Linked DNA regions of Mus musculus: region 1 is linked to region 2. The links are chromatin contacts, called in public Hi-C maps. All regions are on one chromosome and are shown on one strand. Each heading gives the region's core, a stretch centred on a gene start, on an enhancer-like site or on the middle of the called end of the contact. The rest is flanking DNA. Distances are from core to core; before and after follow the strand shown. Region 1 has its middle 45 kb from the start of Gm32462. Region 2 has its middle 99 kb from the start of Gm25633.

Region 1 (3,964 bases), core at 79-2,578, 520 kb after region 2:
AGCATGGATTCTGCCGCCGCGACCATACAGCGTCCTAAGCTGGTGAGTCATTTGCATAGAGTCATCTTAGGCCTTCGACTTTTCTGTGGGACTGTCTAAACATGTGACTCCTTAGCATCCAACACAGCTGTGGGGTCACCGCAGGTCCCCAAACCCTCAGCTCCAGGTTTGGGAACAGCTTGGCGCTACCCTTACATGTGGTCTCACCTCTCCCCACGCACCCCAGCTCTGCTGCAAAGACCTTCTCTCTTCCTCTGAACTGGCCAGGCCTCCTCCCACCACAATATATTTTGTCCTGTTGGTTTCTTTGCCCCGGTGGCACTTCTCCAGGTTTTAGCAGGCTTAAGCGCTTAGTCTTGGAATCCCCATTCCAGTACAACCACCCTACCCATCCGGAAGCCCACTAGGCCCCATACCCAAACACTCTCCTCAGATCAGCCTGCCCTTGCATCCCCTCAATGTCTGCAATGAGCCTGCTTCTTTTTCAGCTTTCTTCTTTTCTGTCTCCCTGAGACAATGTGCGCTTTATGAAAGCCAAGACTCGTCCACAGAACGGAGGCCAGCACTCCGCCATGATACAGTGATTGTTCTGTGAGTGAACACAGTCACCCTACACAGCTCAGACAGGTAAAAGATATGAAGACTGTTCATCGTGTGTCTTATCTTCTGCGGTCTTCACAACAGCCTTTAAAAAAAATAAATATTAACCCTGCTTAATAGACAAGGAGCCAGAAATGCTAGGCACTGGGGGCTGTGCAGCTGAAGTGGGCGGGGCCAGGAACAGAGCTTTACATATGCATGTTTATAACCCCAGTGCTGGGAAGGAGAGATAGGCGGACCCTGAGGCTCACTAGCCAACCAGGCTAGCCTGCTCTGAGAGTCCCAGGCCAGTGAGAGACCCTGATGGATACACATGAGGAATGGCACCTGAGCTTCACACACACACACACACACACAGGGCATGCAGTCACAAAAGGACAATATTTTAAACAAGAGCAGTGCTTCCCAGTACCTGGGAGTGATAGCCACTGGTAAAATTGGGAAATGGGCTAATAGCCATTGTCCTTAGGTTGGCATCTATCTCCTAACACCCTAGCCCCTCCTCTGGAGAGCAGCATGGGGATACCCAGGGAAGGCCTAGCCCTGCTGGTTCCCCTGTAAGTAGCTGGTACCGTGGAGGCCTCTGGCTGCCACATCTTCTGGCCTGAACCATGTTTCCCTTTATACTTAATAACAAGTGTGACTAGCGTGGCTGCTTTAACTGCTGTGCTCCTGTTGATTGACAGGCAGGAGGCTGGCAGACACAGCTGCAGGCAGAGACTTGGCAGGCACCAACCATGTGCCCTCTGCTGTGTTGGATGCCAAGGAGTCACATGTTTAGACAGTCCCTCAGTAGGACAGGGATTATCAGGGACCTCCTCTGCAGGCCCCAGGGGATTAGGATTGCCTTGGCCCTGAGAAGAGCTGCAAAGGAGAGACACAAACCAGGGTCCCAGTAGATGAATAAAGTTTGGGACACTCACACAAAACAAAGGTTTTCAATGGGGGAACTGGGGGTGTGACTCATTGGTAGCATGGTCCAACTTGTCTAGCATCCATGAGGCACTGGGTTTGATTCCCAGCAACACATAGAACAGGCGTAATAGTGCACACTTGTAACCAGCACTTAGGAGATACAGGATCAGGTTCAAGGCCAGCCGAGGCTACTTAGTGAATTCAAGGCCACCCTGGTTACATGAGTGCATTTGAAAGACAGACAGAAGGAAGAAAGGGAGAGGGAAGGAAGGAGAGAGAGAATATTTAAAATATCCTACATATAACTGGACCCCGGAACTTGTCTAGCTGCAGTATAATGACCAGTGTAGAGGTCTGTCTCTCTGGTGAGGCTGTGAGCTGCTCACATGACCTAACAGGTGGTCGGCAGACATGATCAGCTGGGTTTTGGCCTCTGTGTGGAAGACATTTTCATAAAACCCCAGACCTTAGAGGTCATCTCATACAACACACAGGGAACCTGCATCCAGAGATCACTACTGTGAGGAAAGGTAGCCCAGGAGAACACAAAGACTAAAGCCACAAAGACCTAGGAAAAGCCAGCCCCCTGCCTGCAGGCCTCCATCACTCTGAGGCTCTTAGCCTGTGTCACCAACCACTTGGAACAAACTGTTCATAACTCAGCTTCCTCATTCTTTACCCCAGGTCGGAGGACAAGCCTCACCTCGGCTCTGCATCAGGTCATGGTGACCACCTCCTCCACACACTGCCACAAACCCAGCCTTTTGTATGGCACAAAGAGCTTGCTGGGGAGCTCTTAATATGGGGCTGAGGAGCAAGCGAAAGGAAGCGCTTGGAAACAGAGGAGATGGCCCTTGTTTTGCCTGCTGCAGAGACCTGGCACTAGGAAGCCTTAGTAGCAGGCCTTAATCACCAGCCTCTGCCGCGGTCCCTTGTTTCTTCAGAAGCAGGAAACACGTAGGGCCTTATGAGGCTACCTGAGCCAGGCATGAGAGAGCAAGGCTATGTAGCTCAGGGGAGTGGCAGACCGACTCCACCACTGCCTGCGGAGGACTGGCTGCTTCCTTACAGGTGAACTCAGAGTGGGAGAAAATGTTTCAGGAATTCAGGATGAGCAAATGTCTGCATGCACAGAGACCATGGAAAGAAAAGAAAGAGATTTGGCAGAGGAAGATAGAGCCAAGCGCTTTATCTTGAAAGAGATAGAAGACAGCGAGAGATGGAAGTTAAGAACTTAATGAACTTGGGCGAAGGGAATAGATAGGTTTCTATAATCAATTAGAGTTGCCAAGGCATGTGAGGCCATGAGGATTTTGAAAGGTTACTAGAATGCCCTAGACTTCATCACTAACAACTGCAAACCCTTTGCTTTCATCCCCCAAACTTTGGTCACCTGAGACCTAAATCCACAACCCCCAACCACTCAGTTGTCAGCAGTCCGAGATTTTGTAATCTTATCTAAATAAAAGTTAAAATGAAGGCCCAAACCCTCTGAGGTTCCTCTTCCCATGTAGACGCCAGTGAAATCTCTCCACAAAACCACCAACCCTCTGCTCCATCATCCACACTTCACCATCTGCCTCTGCCTCTCAGCTCACCAGCAGCTACTTTGCCACAGTGAGGCTATCTTTCCATAGCCCACCCTTGCACAAGCTGGCCCTTCTCTCCCGACTCTAGACTCGCCTTTCTCTTAAAGCCTGCCCAACCCACCTCCCACAGCTCCCCGGAGACATTGTTGTTTCTGGAGAGTGAACTTCCTTTGAGTCATCTGGTCGACACCTCTGCTTCATACACAGGGGCTACTCAGTATGCTTTCCGCAGGAAGGGTGGGGTGGCTTGGTGGGTATTAGGTCAATTGGTGGGGAGATCTGACGCTAACATGTCCTGAAGTGTAAGGAGTGGGAAAGGTGGAGAGACCAGTCTTCTGGGGACATCCGGAGCTCAGAAGCAGCCGACGCTACCAGAAGCACTGGCAAGGGCAGGAGACAGGGCAAGAAGAAACTCAAAGGGACCTGCAGAGATCACTTGCCTGGGTCAGGATCAGTGCAAAGACTTGGGACTCCTGCTTCTGGATCTCAGGTCTGAGGCACAGGCTCTATGAGCATCTCTGTTCCTTTACCCTTTCCAGTCCCTTCCTCACTTCCCAAGCTGCTGTGAAAGGGGACTGTGGCAAAGAATTTGCCTTTGTTCTAAAAAGTCTACCCACAGCTAAACTGAAGGCTTTTGGACTAATAACGTTGGTGGAAATTTCAAGACAGCCTAGTATTAATTAGGTCACGTGGTTATTAGTAAACAGCCTTATATCTTAGAAAGCCTTATCTATAAGAAAGGGAGTAAGCTGGACAAAGAGAAATACACAATGTGCAATCTGAGGAGAAAGGTGGGCATCGGGGAATGTAATGGATCTAACCCAGTGCTCCGAGAAATGGAAGGTTTAAAAAGAAGCCAG
Region 2 (4,087 bases), core at 124-2,623:
GGTCAGTCTCCTATGGGTTTCATGGGCTAAGGTTCCGGCTTGGGTTAAGTCCCTGCTGTGCCCGAAGAGACCAGAGGGATGTCTTGTCTCTGGGCCTTCTGCAGCCTGCCAGTCCTCGCTCTGGGTGATTTGATTTGTGCTGTGAAGAGTACAAATGCCCCCTGGGATCAGAGTGGTTGATTCTGGACTCCTTCCACTGGGTCATTTTACTGACTGGCTATTCATCTGGGTTCAGTGAGAGAAGGGAGGACAGAGGAAGAAGGCTTGACTGCCATTAACTCCTTCATTGCTGGCCAGTCCTCTGCCTGCTCATTAGAAGAGCTCACTTCCAGTCCTTTGGAGGTGCATCCCACCCACCCTGCCTTGACTCTGGCACCTGTGGAGGAGGTAGGTCCCAGTTGCTTTGCCATGGTCTACTAGCGTGGTCTCAAGCGTCCAAGCAATGGCCTTCATCAGCTTCTCCGCTGCCTTGCATTCGTCTGACACTGAATAGGCAGGTTATAAAAAAGACAAATGGTCTGTGGAGAAAAATCTCTCTATGCCAGGAGAAGAAGTAGACAGAAACAAATAGAAGGAGCTTCCTTCTAGCACTGTGGCACTTCCTTTCCATTCCAGGGACCAAATAGCCTGCTTTAAACCAGAGCATCTTCCCAAGATGCAGGTGGATCAAAGGAAACTGTAGGGGGAGCTTCCAGCCAAGCCAGGGGACATATGCTATTATACTTGGGGATGGGGTCAGGTATGGGCAATGCCTCTAATGCTGCCCAAGGACATTGACTCTCAGGCATGGGAAAAAGATGATAGGAAGTGTCCCTGTGCCTCTAACTTGGCCTCAAGGACCCTGTAGCCCTCTACCATGTGAGGCCTCCAGGAGCCAAGCCACCTGCTTTCATAGATGACAGCTCACAGAGAAATAACTTGTTCCTATGGGAAGTGGTGATCAATGGCTCAAATTAAATCCCAGAAAAGCTTTTCTTCTTGTCTGACACTTTATAGTTTCTCAGCTTATCTCTTCCCGGGATGGCTGTATAGGCCAGATGATAACGACCTGAACAGCCTAGAAAAACATGAGTTCACTGAGGATTTAAGGTGTGAATTAGCTCTTAGATGGGCTGAGAGTGGGGAATTCTACTTCATAACACCCAACCTTCCAGCAAAATCCTGTGTGGGCAACTCTTCAGTGTCTCCACCCAGCCCCTGGCCCTGTTTAATGCTTAAGCATCCTGGGTTAATAAGTGCTTTTCAGTCACCAAGCCTCATTGAAATGCCTTCAGCCTCTGAGTCACTCCATCTCTCCCATCTGCATTCCCCTTAACTGAATTATCTCTGCATGAGTAACAGAGGTCTGTCTGGGCCCTGGACTGTCTGCTCCCCAGATTTGATAGCAACAGATTCTTGAATAGTCCCACCCACCCCGGTCATGCCTCTCCCTCCACAACACAGTCCCAGAGTCCTCCAGAAGAGGTCCAGCGGTCTTTAATGATCCACCTACAGCCTGGCTGGGCTGAGAGCCAGGATCAGAGAGGCCAGCTCTGTTCTTGGCAGGAAATGAGGGGCCGCTATAGAAATGCCACCCAGGCTGGAAACAAGATCTATGGAATAGCGGCTCTGAGTGGGTGAAGTGCTGGAGAGCAAAGGGTAAACCATGGTGCCCTGGTCTGTGGCCCTTGCCCACAGAATCTGCAGAGATCTGCATTTCAAGGCACCAGACTGGGTAGATTCAGGCCAGGGAAACTTGTTCTTTGCCTGTCAATTTAAAACTTCGGTCACCTCTGGATCACCTTGAAAGGGCCCAGTGTTTAAAGACTGTCTCCCAGAATTTAATTCAAAAGTTGGAATCAGCAAGTTAAAGGTAGGATCTGAGAATCAGTCTTTAGAACAGGCCTTCCCAGTAAGGAGAGGACTTTAGGACATATGTCTAGTGATTCAGACAAGAAAGCTAATAGAGTCACTGTAACTCTTTCACATAGGCAAGTAGGATCGCTCTATATTTCCTAACCTTGAAAGTTAGATAACTCCATGGAGCTGCCTCTCCTCTATAAACCCATTCAAGTCATTAGAGACATTTTCTAACAGGCAGGCTATTAGATCCCAATACAGCTATGTGTAGCTATGTGTGAACCTTGAGTTCATATAACACACATTCTGTGTCAGGTTTTCTACTATCTCCTTTAACCTGAACAACAGTTTTTGAGGTGTGTTATATTATTAATCCAGCCAGCACAGGATGAAACCGAGGCCTAATGAGGTAAAAATAACTCCTGCTAAGGTCATAAAGATAAAGGATTAACCCAGGATTCAGGCTCAGCATAGCAACTGTTGGAAGTGGATTCCAAAGAAGAGGTGGAATTCTTGCCCCTTTTAATGAAACTGCAGGGTGAGTTTCCAGCCAAGCAAGGGAACATGAGCTATTATAGCCGGGGTCCTGGGGGTGGAAGTGGGGTGGTGGCGGGGGACAACCCACCCAATGTTACCCTTGGACACTGACTCTCAGGTGTGGGGAAAGGATGCAAGTATGTCTTTGACTTGGCCCTTTTTATTTCCGCACCCCATTCCTGGTACCAACTTCAGATTAGTTGCTTTTCTGTTTTTGTGATAAAACAGTAGGAAGTGTCCCTGGGTCTCAGACTTGGCCCTAGTACCTCAGGCCTGTGAATTAAACATGCAAAAGGGACATTAACAGGAGGAAATAACAACACGGGCTATTTATACATATGATTTACATGTACCATGGGAGATCTCAGATAAGTTACTCAAAGGGCTAGTTAGATTGGAGGATCATCTTAGCAAAGACAGAAAAAATATGGCAAGAGACAAGAAAACAGAATGGGGTGGGCTGGCTTACAGGAAAGGACTTGAAGCCAGGTGACTTTTGAGGAGCCTAATGATAGTGCTTTGAACGTTTGACTTACGAAGACTGGACACAGTGTCATCAGCACAAGCTTTCTCATCCCTGGAGTAGCTTTCGTGTGTATCTACAAATGTTATTCTCCTGGTAAACACACACACACACACACACACACACACACACACACACACTCTGTTTCTAGCAGATGATGTGAGAGCAGCAAACTCTTTCTGCATTCCTTGTATCTAAGTTGACTTCAGTGGCATATTTTGTGGTAGTGAATTCTGGGCCTCTCTTCCCTAGCTAGTCTATCTTAGAGCCCAGCTGCTTCAGGTGGCCGCCAAGGCTTCAGCTGTTATCAGTCAGTCATGATGGTCAGCTTCTGACAGATCTGCAGTGGAGGGATGGACTTAAGCAGGTGTTACCAGCCTGGATACAAAAGGGCAGAAAGCTATGTGAGATTCTGAGTGGAACACTGTCTTGAGAGTCAGGGTGGGCTTCAAGTTTCTGGGTAAATTTGAACTCAAGCAAGTCATTTTCCTCCGAGGCCTTGGTTCTAGCCTTGTCTTAAGAGGGTATTAAGTGGGGAGACATCTAGATGTTTTTTCTCATCTCTGACATTTGTAAATGATATGTATGTCCCTTCTCTGAGTAAGACAGGGACATAAGCACATGGCGGGGAATCTCCCATGGATGGATGGATGGATGGATGGATGGATGGATGGATGGATGGATGGATGGATTATGTGGCTATCAAGGTAGTTTCAGATGTAGAAAATCCCCCCAGCCTAAGACTGATATTTAGATATTCACATTTGAAAGCATAAGTTTGGGTCTGTCTTAGGCCAGGATCTAATCCCTTGGCATGCATGAAAGGGCATTGATTCTGTGACTAATTCTGCAGTGAGGATGGTCTGTACACCACTTCAAGGCAGTACTTGGCTTGTGCTAAAGCAATAACTTTGGGCTTACCTAGTGTTAGGGTAGTGTAGAAAGAACCCTGGAAGTATAGAGACCTAGGAATAGACACCAGTTCTAGTTCACCCAGGATCTCCTTGTCTACTTTGAAGCCATCACTATGCATAGGCTGGACTGGGCGAGATGGACCAAGTATTTTTTTTTTTATGGTGTTACTAAAACTGTTGGGCCAGTTCAGACCTATAAAGAATTCTATGGAAAGGATCCACCAGAAGACATTCTCCATTCAGAATTCACCCCCACCGGCCCATGCCACCCTTT

Evidence for each region. A called contact is a pair of places that touch in the nucleus more often than the background predicts.
Region 1: a contact with region 2 is called in a Hi-C map of muscle stem cells, with 4 times the contacts expected there. The contact joins two enhancer-like sites. A contact is called at or near these places in 3 of 484 Hi-C or Micro-C datasets (embryonic stem cells, muscle stem cells and myocytes) and 4 of 115 datasets of contacts at active chromatin or transcription factors (astrocytes, embryonic basal ganglia, embryonic stem cells and 1 more).

Annotation. Positions count from the first base shown.
Region 1 is chr9:50,439,568-50,443,531 of GRCm38.p6, forward strand. No RefSeq gene overlaps it. Among named protein-coding and RNA genes, the nearest start is that of Gm32462, 45 kb to the right of the region's middle. Within about 2 kb of position 1,329, at least 29 of the 459 cell types and tissues checked have an H3K27ac peak or open chromatin away from gene starts, as enhancers often do. A contact at or near this core is called in muscle stem cells, where this site is marked.
Region 2 is chr9:49,922,783-49,926,869 of GRCm38.p6, forward strand. No RefSeq gene overlaps it. Among named protein-coding and RNA genes, the nearest start is that of Gm25633, 99 kb to the left of the region's middle. Within about 2 kb of position 1,374, at least 73 of the 459 cell types and tissues checked have an H3K27ac peak or open chromatin away from gene starts, as enhancers often do. A contact at or near this core is called in muscle stem cells, where this site is marked.